Linked DNA regions of Mus musculus: all the other regions are linked to region 2. The links are chromatin contacts, called in public promoter capture Hi-C maps. All regions are on one chromosome and are shown on one strand. Each heading gives the region's core, a stretch centred on a gene start, on an enhancer-like site or on the middle of the called end of the contact. The rest is flanking DNA. Distances are from core to core; before and after follow the strand shown. Region 1 holds the start of 4930566D17Rik (a long non-coding RNA gene). Region 2 holds the start of A730098A19Rik (RIKEN cDNA A730098A19 gene). Region 3 overlaps Sipa1l2 (signal-induced proliferation-associated 1 like 2).

Region 1 (3,766 bases), core at 609-3,108, 380 kb after region 2:
TCGTATCTCAGAGTGGTGAAGGGAATGTGGAGGCCATCCTAGCTGTACAGGATTCTGAGGGGAGAGATGTGACTCTTTTGCTGATTGCTAGAGCTTCTAAGGTCTGCGCAGAAATGAACAGGGCGTGCTTGACTTAGACTGACCTCAGTATATTGACAAGGAACTTTGGTTTTATTTGTTTTCATTTTGTGTGTATGTACATGTCTATGTTCTTAACATGCAGATGTATGGAAGCATAGGTCAGCCTTTGGTGTCTTTTCTTAAGTTCCGTTCATTTCATTTTATGAAACAAGGTCTCCCACTAGCCTGGGGTCCAACAATCCAGCTGGGCTGTCTGGATAGTGTGCCCCAGTGACCGTACCTGTCTCTTTGTCTCTAAATCCCAGCACTGTGTTTGTAGGAGCACACCATCATGCTTGACTTTTCTTCCTGAGTTCTGGGGATCGAACTCAGGACCTCAAGCTTACATGGCAAGCACTCTACACAGCCCCAAGAATTTTACTGTTAAAGAAAAAAACCAAACCAAACCAAACCAAACCATAGCCTTGCTTAGATGCTGGATTTCCCTGCATACCAGCAGGTTGTCTTCTCACCGTTGGCGGGAGAGCTACAAGGAATAACTGTGTGTTGGTGCTGGCTGCACTTCCTCAGAACCGCACTTCCTCAGGAAGCCTGCGGGTAGGAACAAGGTGTGGGGAGGGGCATGTCTGCATGGCTTGTTTCTGTGCAGAGCATCTTGTGAGGTGTCCCCAGCACAGACCTAGGAATGCGGATCTTCCTGTCCCTTCCCTTGCATTCCAGTACATAACAGTTGCTGGGGAAGACCCAGTTTTAGGTGCTCCCCTCCCCCACTTCCCAGCCCAGACAGAGCCCTTACCTCATTAAGCCACCTGTGAAGGAGGAAGTGTGGCCAGGCTCCAGAGTCCTCATTGATGCTACTCAGAGAATCTGTGGCTTCCTTTCCTGGCCATAAACAAAAGCAGCTGAAAGAATGGGCTTTGCTTCTCATGGGATGCTTGCTATGTCAGGGGAAGGAAAGGCGCTTTCTCATAATGTTCATCTTGTAGGGGCCTCACCATAAAATACAGACAGTAACCCAGAAGTGCCGTGTGAAGCTGACTATTAGCAGCAGACTTTTCGAGTTTGTGTTGGGGTCTCATAATACATGCACACGAGGACACATGAGGACAGAACCCTCCTTACAGGAAAATTGGAATATTGATCTCTGAAAACAGCGATGCTTCAGAAATGCCTCTCTCTTAAGGTCTGGAAGGTCATACTGTGTTCGCAAGAGATACTTGTTATTCGCAGTGCAGTCATGTCTCCCGCATAGGTCTCCCTGGTGACGGCTCCATGTGTCCTCTTGCACAGCCTCAGTGGCAGAGAACATCACAACGCAGTGTGCTCTTGTCCTACTACAATGGCTAGAAGCTAGGGGCTGCCTGTGGGAACTGGTGGCTGTGATAGGTGGACAGACAGGCCAGGGAACACTTGGATAGGAAATCTTTCACAAATATTCTGGTGTTGGGGGTCATTATATTGTAACATAAGCCGTTAGGCATTATCAAGTAAATTCATATATTTATGTAGCCGTTCTGTCTGTCTGTCTGTCTGTGGTTTTCCATAAGACTAGAATTCTGAACCTGCTAAAGCAACCTCCTTATCTTCCTCCCTCTGAACCTATCTATTCTGCTTCTGCTTTGAGTCTTCACTATTCCTGGAACCCCATGGAAGAGAAATGGTCTGTCTCAGCCTTTGTCCCTTTGTGACTCATGTATCTCACTTAGTGGCCCTGGAGCTTCAGTCATAATGCATCAGACGTCAGAATTCCCTTCCTCCTTAAGGCTGAATAACATTCCATTGTGTGAATGGGTCACACTGTTTATTCACCCATCAAAGGACACTTGGGTCAGTTGGAACGAGAGCTGTTGTCAGAGTGGCTAGACACTGCTAGAGCAGTGTTTTTTCAACCTGTGGGTCACGTCCCGTCTGGGGTCGCCTAAGACCGGGAAAAACACAGATATTTGCATTACAATTCATAACAGTAGCAAATTTTCATGAATTATGAAGTAGCAATAAAAATAATTTTTATGGTCACCACAATAGGAGGGACTGTATCATAGGTGGCAGCATTAGGAAGGTTGAGAACCACTGCTCTAGAGCCACTGTAAGTTCTTTGGATGCAAATCCTGGATCCCATGGCAAGGCTGAGGGACCTGCTGCCTGTGCCTCTGATTCTGAGCCTCAGAACAAGAACGATTGCTCATTGAAGGAGAAACCCAGCTGCTCCGAGGGGCTTCAGTGACTTCTCATCAGCTGCTTTGCGCTTCCTAAAGATGGAGGCAGACTGAGGAAGGTCGGTTTTCTAAAGCAGAGGCCAGTGACAGCCTTCTGCATAAGTGATAAGCTTGTCTTCATGTCGTAGTGGAGTGGTTCATGAAGGTACCGCGTCAGCACGGCCGCTTCTGAGCAGGTCGGTGGGGATCCTCCTTACTGCGGGCTGCCTCATCTTGCTGGAAGCCTGCTCGTGCTCCTGGGTTCCTTCTGGTCAGTATTCCCTCCTTGCTGCATCTTGGCTCCTTGCGCTATCATACAGGAGTGTGGATTTTAGGAAGCTTTAGTTTGCAGTTCTTATAGCTACTGCTCTGAAATATAAGTTGTGGATGGAGAAGCTTGTGATCTGAGGAGCAGTCTGACTTCAATTCATATTCATTCATAGTCTTCCACCGCCCCCACCTCCTGTCTCCACCCCTTGAGTGCTGAATTCCAGGTGCACTGCTTCCCGAGGTTCAGAACAGAACCCGGGCTTTATCCGTGCTAGGCAAGCACTCTTCCAGCAGAACTGCAGCCTGGGCCAAGAACCAAGAAGGAAGTGCTTCCCTGAGCACCAGGTTCCTCGTCCAGGGAAGCAGGGTGGCCTGTGGACTCTGCCACTCCCTTCTTTCCTTCCCTTTCCTTTTACCGTAGGTAGGTGTGAGTTTGTAAACAGTATCGGAACTGTCACCAGATGCAGTTGTGATTTAACAGGGTAATCTGAAACACCCTTCTCCTTCTGGTCTTGGTGTTGCCTCCACAACACTGAGAAGTGACTGTGATCATAAAGGCTGCTGGGGGATGTGGTTGATTCGTGTTGCTGTTTCCTGTGGTAGAATTAGAACTCAGGCGTTTTAAGAGTATTTATTAAGGCTGGAGAAATGGGTCAGTGATAAGGGTCCAGGTTCTAAATGAATGAGTGAAAGAGAAAGAGAGAGAGAGAGAGAGAGAGAGAGAGAGAGAAAGGAAGGAAGGAAGAAAGAAAGAAAGGAAGAAAAAGAAAGAGAGAGAAAGAAAGAAAGAAAGAAAGAAAGAAAGAAAGAAAGGAAGGAAGGAAGGAAGGAAGAAAGAGCGAGCGAGCAAAGGTACATGATTACTCCTAGGTATGATGGAGGAGAAAGTCTATTACAGATATATGGGAGAGTCAAGGGTAGACATGACCTTGAGCTCTGTAGGGAGAGGGAACCAGGTACAACAGCCTGGAGGCCGAAAGGAACAAAGAGGGCAGGTAACCAAAATGATTGGATTATGTAGGGAAAGCAGCCCAGCTCCCTAGGCTGGAGAGTTCAGGGTAGGGGGCAGGGTCCTGGTTAACTGAAGGGTCCTCTAGCAGCTAGGAACTGAGGAATGCTGGGAAACCTGGTGGCCAGTGTCTGCTTTCATATGTTAAATAGCACCTCAGCCATTCATCCTGGGTTTGAAACCAACAGGTTCCCAGCACCCACATGTGGCC
Region 2 (3,756 bases), core at 165-2,664:
AGACCAAAAATAAACAATATCTCCACAAGGTACACAGAACACACACTGACACATGTGAAGAGCAAACAAACTAAAGTAAAGATTAGACCCTTCATTTTGTGAACAAGCTTTCTGCTGTATTGGATTATCCCTGCTTATTAATCAGGGTTAGGATTCATTGCTGGTTTGGCAATATCAAGAATGGGCTTTACTCTGTTCTAGCAGCGATCTAGCGCCACCTAGCGCCGCAATCAAAATCTGTTCTTCTCTTTTTTTTCTCTCCTCCCTTCTTCCCCCGCCCTTCCCCGCCCCCCTCTCCTCCTGGTTGAAATGGTAGATTGCTATCCCAGATTATGTTCAGGAAATATATAAGAAGAAAGAAAGCTGGATGTAGTTGCTTATGCTCATAATCTCAATACTCTATAGAGAATTGCCATGAATTTTCAGGCCAGCCCGAGCTACATAATCCCTTCCAAGCCAATTCAGTCTACAGAGTGAGACCGTGCCTTATCAGTAAGATAAAACAATGTAAGGTAAAAATGTGTGGTTAACTGAGGCTCCAACGATTATTTCAGAACGGCGGTTATCATTTCTGTGCGTCCAATTAGGTAATCGGGGGTGGAGGAGAAAAGTCAGGGTGGAAAGAGGTCAGTGGGAGCAGACCATGTCGCACATGAAACTTTAGAGCCTCTAGTCTGTAGCCAACCAAGGTCACAGGGATCAAAGCCCCGCAGGTGGAGCTCAGAGGACATCGCTTTGAGTACCGCAAGCCTAGGCCTCCAGATTATACAAACCTTTTGGGGCAGGAGACAAAACAAAAACAAAAGCCAAGAAGTTTCCTGTCTGTGGTCCTCACACGGGAACATTCTTGGTTCTCACACCTTGCAAACTTACTCTTGGGAGATTCAGGAGAAAAGGCAGGTGGAGCTCCAGCCACCAAGGAGAGGGAGGGACTGAGCTCCTTCGCAGACTTGTGTGGGCGCAGGGCGGAGCCGCCGGAGCATCCTTGAGCAGCCATCGCAGAGCATGATGGGAAAATCCTCCTTCCCTTGGACATGGCGCGCACCTGCCTGGCAGCCCCAGCCGGCTCCAGCACCGCGCTGTGCCGGTCCGTACTGTTCAGCGTCTACCGCGGTTTGGGCGGTGGCGGCGGGGGTGGGACCGCGCCTGGAGCACACCGGCACGCGCCGACGTACTGAGCTCCAGGGTGCTGAGCTTAGGGTGCTGAGCCCCAGGGCACGCTCGGTTTCTGCCGGACTCTGCGGGCATGGCGTCCCAGGTGCTGCAGCTGCTCAGGCAGGGTGTGTGGGCCGCTCTCACAGGGGGCTGGTACCACGACCCGGAGCATAGCAAATTCACCAATAGCTGCCACCTCTACCTGTGGCTGTTCCTGCTCTTGCTGCCACTGGCTCTGCACCTGGTGAGTCCCCAGTTTAGGGGTGGGTGGAGGAGGGGGAGGAGGAAAGGAAAAGGAGGAGAAACAGGAAGCGGAAAGGAAAATTAACAGGAGAAGAGAGGGAAGGGGGAGAGAAGGAAGGAGATGGGAAGAACTAAATAGGAAGTAAGGTTATGAAAGAAGGGGAGGGGGAGCCACAGAGGATGCCCAGGATGGGAAGGAATCAGTGACTTTGAGAAGTAGGGACGGAAGAATGAGGCAAGGGGTTTTGGGACAACAGTCCTGCAGGGCACTGGAGAGTCTCCGGAAAGAAGTATGTAGGACTTTGGGGATTGTGAGCTCATTAAAAATCGATGTGGGCTGCCTGGATGAGTCAGGCCCTGCTGTCTGAACGGTTGAGACTGGCTTATGGGTACCAACCATGGAGCCTCACGACTTCGGATGATATCAGCTATAACACCAGCTATAACACCTCAGGTGCAGTCGCAATAAAAAGGCAGTACGAATCCCTCTCAGGGCGACCTGATTTCGGTTGTTAGTCGTTTTTTCTTTTTTCCTACTCTTCTCTTCTTGTTTTGCTTTAGGAAGGTAGATTCCACTGTCAATCACTCTGCAGTTTCACTATGGTGTAGAGAAGTCTGAAAAAAAATTAAAAATATACAGGAGTGGATAAATGTCATACACCTATGCCAGAGCAGTGTGGCAGCTCCTCCTCTGGGATGGCCAACAATGGGGGATAGTGAATGCTTACTGAATGGTTACCTATGACCTTCATAGGTCAGTTAAACATATAGGTAGCGCAAGGCGTGATGGGGCACCCTTAAAAAGCTGCCTGCTGTTAACTTGCCGGTGAGGCGAGGAGCCGTCTCTGATGTGTCTGTGAAGGACTTTGTCCCTAGAACAGTACATGGTCATGTTCTGCTCCACAAAATCTTCAATGAGTTTGCATAGGTGACAGATCCTGAGTCTGACCTTCGAGATGCCTGGTGGCTTGGCACCCCTAGACCCTGGCTCTTTTACTGGCAGGCTGTTCAGAGCTGTGGTTCTGGAAACAGACTGGCTCAGCTGAACTCCGGGCCCAGCTTTTCCCAGTTCTGGGACCATGGAAGGAGTTGACTTACTTTGACATTTTACTTTCCTTGGCTGTAGAACAAGATACTTGCTCCTGTGTGTGTGTGTGTGTGTGTGTGTGTGTGTGTGTGTGTGTGTGTGTGTGCTTGAAAGCATGCAGAGAGATCAGAAGACAACTTGGCAGGGGTTCCACTCTGGGGGATCCTTGGATCAGGATTGGTGGCAGGCAGCTTTACTCTCTGAGCTATCTTACTGGCCATTAGAACCAGTTTGTGCCAGCCGTGGTGCTCAACGAGAGTACATATGAAGTCTTCTTCAGGACAGTCTGGTTTATTAGACTGACACTGGACCTACCCCGACCTTAGTTTTCTAAGTGGAGGTCTCTCCAGAGAACAGTAGTGGCCCATGTGTATGGCCACCCGGTCTTCTGGTTATGATCTCAAAGAAGAGAAGGCGACAGATGGTCCATGAAGTCAGGGGGCCTCCCAGCACAGGGAAGGACTCCCATGGTCATGGTGTTTTCCCACTTCTGAAAAAAGAGAGATGAGATTGTCATGTAATAGGGAGGGTGGTAGGACATTTTGAGAGAAATTGTCTGGGACCATTTTAGGACCTTATAGGACTTATTAACCTATAGTTAATAAAAACCTAGAGTTAAAAAAAACACTTAGACAAACACAACAAGTAGCTTGAGATAGGGTATGAATTAGTTTCTATCCCCACATTTTTGCTTTGTTTTGTTTGCTACTGTTTTTGTGTTTTGAGACAGAATCTCATGTAGCCCAGGCTGTCCTTGAGCTTCTGACTCGCCTGCCTCCCCCTCCTAAGTGCTGAGATGACAGGTGTATACCAGCATCCCTGGCTTCCAGTTGTTAGTGTGGAGAGATAAAAAAGTCTAACATTTAGAAAAGTTGCAAGACTTGTACAAAGGGTGTTGCACCAAATTCACTAGAGAAACCAATTCTTAGCATTTTACCATGTGTATTACTTACCATCCTCATTGCTATGGCAACATACCCACCAAAAAACACCCTAGGCTCACAGTTGGATGGTGCAGTCCTTCGTGATGGGAGAGACCTTGAGGCAGAAGTGTGAGGCCGCTGGTCATGTTATGTACTCAGTCAGGAGGCAGAGAGAGGAGAATGCTTGTGCTTAGCTCACCAAATACTCTCTATTCAGTTTGGGACCCAGCACATGGGGTGGGGCCATCCACATTTAGGGTGGGGTCTCCAGCCTCAAGTACCCAGTCTGGAACCTCCCTTGCAGGCATGCCTAGAGGCTAGCCTTGTATGTGACTCTAGATCCTGTGC
Region 3 (3,735 bases), core at 416-2,915, 440 kb after region 2:
ACTGTACATCTATCCCTCCCTCCCTCCCTCCCTCCCTCCCTCCCTCCCTCCCTCCCTTTTGCATTTGAAAAAGCCTCTTGCATAGGACTTTGAGATGTTTGGAGAGACTTAGTTCTGCTGTTCCTCACTCTGCCTTATGCACAACACTCCCCTCAAATACGAGGTGTGAGTGCGCATTTATGTAAGTTCTTTCTTCCGAGATTCAAGTTAAATTGAGGTGTGCTGTTGGCAGCTAGAGTCCACAGGTGTGAATTAAGTAGAGCACCCTAGTCTCAGCCATCCGCCCTCCCTTTGCAAGCGCAGGCCTTAGAAGTGTGGGCAGAGCCTTAGAGACTAGAGACGCACAGCCTGGGCTCCCCTGCACCGGGGGACCGCTCTCTGGAAGTGACAGCAGACACAGGTGTGGCCCTCCTACTGTAATGTCCCATTTCGTGACTTCCAGTTAGATCACTGGCCGTGTGGATGAATCTGCGGTCCCAGCGGGTGTTGAATCTGGATACAGAGCAGAATACTCATGAACTTAAGCTCTTTGGTAAATGTTTCCTCAAATTCCGTTTGCAATAAAACATCACAATCCAGGCAAATCTCAACTTAAATATTGACTGTCAAACTCAGAAAATCCAGAGAAATATAGGCTAGCTTATGAAGCAAGTTTGGCTTTGGTGGAAGGGAATGAAGTTAGAAGGTGAGGAATGGGGTGTGTGGTGGTCAGAGCCTCCTCTGAAGACAGCCTGTGCCTGTCTCATGGAGGCTTTTCTCCTGCTGCTCCCCAAGGGCGGCACTGACGCATCCTCAGGGTTGTGAGATACAAACCAGACTGCTCTGTTGGCCGGTTCTCTCTTCATGGTTGGAGCCATTGGGAATTATTTTAATCAGAAACCTTCCAGCATGGCTGCAGAGAGCAGCGCTCCGGCCGGCCCTCCACCCCGGTCTCCTGCCATGTCCAGATCATGCCTTTGACCCGGGATCTGATTGCACAGGGTGTATGTAGGTGGCTGTTTGTCTGTCTGTGCTTCGTGCCCTGTGGGCCTTCAAATCTGGTTTTCATGTCTTCTGGTTCTGATATTTTGGTAGTGTTTCTTATTAATTTTCTACCTTAACACACACACCCTTCTTTTTGGTGAAAGATGGGTGTTTTGTCTCTAAGTTCTTCGGAAGAGTACCTCAGTTTGCCATTCTACTGACTGGCTAGATATTTTTTCTAGACTTTAAGATCTAGTTATAATGTCTGTCAGTATCAGAGCCTTGGCTGCTCAGGGAGCTTCACTATAAGGACTGAGACATCCATTGCCTTTATGGTGGGAGTGGTCCTTGTTCAGTCTTTGGGGACAGGCTGAACTTACAGAAAGAACTGTGAGGCTAAGTCTCATCTTTCTCCACTTCCTACCTACTCAGTGTCACTGGCCTAAGTACCTGTCTTTCTGCAGAGCACTGAAGAGCCCTGCTTTCTAGGACCCTCTGTTTGCTCCCTGCCTGCTGGACCTCAGGGCCTAGCGTTGAACTTCTCATGGACTCTGCATTCACTGTGTCGGTGGGTCATGCTGGCATCTCTGACTGAGCCTCTGTGGGCTGTCAGGGCATGGTAACGTTGTTCCCTCTGTGTGTCCTGGTGACGTTCCCTCTGTGCGTCCTGGGGGCTGCTAAGCTCCTGCTGCTCCTCTGCAATGTTTCTGAAAGGGACTGGCAAGCCTTACTCCGGCATCTGCTAACGGGTGGATGTTCTTGGAGCAGCTCTTTTAAAGGGTGGCTAGGAGACAGTTTTTCACGTTGAGTGTCTGAGGGCACTGCCTTCAGAGGCTGACTGCTGAGCCAGCATGGCCAGTTGGGTGGTTGACACTGATGCCTGGGCCCTGGTGAACAATGTCTTGTGTCCGTGTCCAGCTCTGTGAACAATATTTGCAGCACTTGGGTCTGGCCATGACCTTGCCGTTTAATAGTGAGCAGGGTTGCAGCATCTCTGGGCTTTGATATCTCGTGACAGTAGGCAGAAGTTGGAGGAATACAGAAGGGCTTTGAAAACAACTAAGAATAACCCACAGCATCCAAAGGGCCGTGGTCCCTCCCACTGTGCAGCACTTCCCAACCCAACCAGCCTATGGTGTGTTGGCAGGCAGGAGAAAGCTACAATTGGATCTTTTAGAATCTCCGTCTGACTGTTGGCCAGACAGCAGCTGAACGGTTTTGAGCATCTAGGGAAGGATGCCTTAGAGCACATGTAAGGTGCCATCCTGTTAGGCCCCAGGAAGCACAGGTGCACGTGCAGGAGAGTCTGCTCCGCCATGAGCAGGCCTTGCCTGAGCCCTCCATCTGCTCAGCCACGAGCAGGCCTTGCCTGGGTCCTCCAAGAAGCTATAGTCTCACCGCCTCTTCTTGGCTCCACAGGGGCTGTTCAGAGCTCTGCCGGATCCCCATGGTGGAATACAAGCTGGACAGCGAGGGCACACCCTGTGAGTACAAGACACCTTTTAGGAGGAACACCACGTGGCACCGTGTGCCCACCCCTGCCCTACAGCCAGTTTCCAGAGCCTCACCTGTGCCTGGCACACCTGACCGACTCCAGTGCCAGCCGCTGCTGCAGCAGGCCCAGGCCGCCATCCCCCGGAGCACATCCTTTGATAGGAAGCTGCCTGATGGCACCAGGTAACACCACAGCCTCCCTTAGATACTAACTGAGCAGCCTGGCTGGTTCTGTGATAGCTTGTTGTGAGTTTTGGCAAACAGGGCAATGGGATAGCCTCAGTCACAGTGGTGCTCAGAGTCTAGCCTTGTCCTGTTGTCAGAGCAGATACCCTCTGCCCACCCGGGACACAGCTTTTAGAGCTAAATACAGTAACACGAGAAGGTGGTGAGAGCTCAGGGCACCTAAATTGCATAGGTTGTGTTTAAGACCAAAACAGTTGATTCTATGTGTAATTCCTGTCTAAACATTCCTGTGACCTACACCATAGAGATGTGAGCCTTTACTCTGGACACTTGATCCCTGAGGGCTCTGATCTGGTAGACCTGTCAATACACACCAGGAGCCAGGGTCTTGCTTGCCTATTGGGCTGTCCCCTGGGCCTCTCTGATGTATGTCCCTCGTCTGGAAAATAAGGAGGATGTAGACCCCGGCAGGACCTCCTAAAGACCACCCAGATCAGCATCACTGAAGGGCTTAGAACCAGGCACTACACACTGTAAACCTATACAAATATTTACTAGAATTAACAAAATGTGTAGCTCTTCTTGTCTGTTCTAGTTTATGCTCCCAGGAGGAGCAGGAATCTTTTAACTTAACATTAATCAAGTCATCTGGGCTCCAAGCCTCTGGACTTGAGGATCATGGGGTTTAATACGCAGCTTCCCTGCGCTCAAAGCACACACAGTAACACCTGGGGCAAGAGTCTGCAGCACCCCTCTAATCACATAGAACCTAGAGAATTATGGAGGAAACCAGAGGGGCCCTGCAGCCAGAGGGATCTTGGCGAGCATCGTCTCTGTCAAGTGACTTCTCATAGAGATTTGGAAAGTGATCTCTAGAATTACAGTAGGCAGCTGTGTGAAAGTCGGTGGTCGTGCCACATTATAGCTTTGCTCCTGCTCACTTGTGCACTCGACCCAGATGTGATCTGCACTAGGCTCTGTGTAACAGGTGTAAGTGGTGTCTTCTGACTGTACACTCCCGCCGCATGCCTGGTTTTCTGTCCCCTGGAGCCACCATTGTGCCTTCACCTTCAGAAAGCAAATGTCCCCAAA

The links. Promoter capture Hi-C pulls out the DNA fragments that hold promoters and counts their contacts.
Region 1: a promoter capture Hi-C map of liver shows a contact between it and region 2, with 2.8 times the contacts expected there. The contact joins the promoter of 4930566D17Rik here to the promoter of A730098A19Rik in region 2. A contact is called at or near these places in 8 of 39 promoter capture datasets (the HPC-7 cell line, cranial neural crest, embryonic stem cells and 4 more) and 1 of 9 other capture datasets (adipose tissue).
Region 3: a contact with region 2 is called in a promoter capture Hi-C map of hippocampal neurons, with 2.4 times the contacts expected there. The contact joins the enhancer-like site here to the promoter of A730098A19Rik in region 2. A contact is called at or near these places in 5 of 39 promoter capture datasets (embryonic stem cells, hematopoietic stem and progenitor cells, hippocampal neurons and 2 more) and 2 of 9 other capture datasets (liver and pancreatic islet).

What each region holds. Positions count from the first base shown.
Region 1 is chr8:125,520,424-125,524,189 of GRCm38.p6, reverse strand. It overlaps 4930566D17Rik (a long non-coding RNA gene), which reads right to left and starts at 1,858. Exons shown (of 3, transcript XR_003947612.1): 1 at 878-1,858. The region is part of intron 1 of Sipa1l2 (signal-induced proliferation-associated 1 like 2); the gene reads left to right.
Region 2 is chr8:125,895,572-125,899,327 of GRCm38.p6, reverse strand. It overlaps A730098A19Rik (RIKEN cDNA A730098A19 gene), which reads right to left and starts at 1,414. Exons shown (of 2, transcript NR_155422.1): 1 at 874-1,414. Pcnx2 (pecanex homolog 2) reads left to right here and starts at 1,011. Exons shown (of 34, transcript NM_175561.4): 1 at 1,011-1,399. The coding sequence starts at 1,247.
Region 3 is chr8:125,452,206-125,455,940 of GRCm38.p6, reverse strand. Sipa1l2 (signal-induced proliferation-associated 1 like 2) reads left to right here. Exons shown (of 22, transcript NM_001357372.1): 11 at 2,383-2,640. Among named protein-coding and RNA genes, the nearest start is that of Gm30713, 68 kb to the right of the region's middle. Within about 2 kb of position 1,665, at least 6 of the 459 cell types and tissues checked have an H3K27ac peak or open chromatin away from gene starts, as enhancers often do. A contact at or near this core is called in hippocampal neurons, where this site is marked.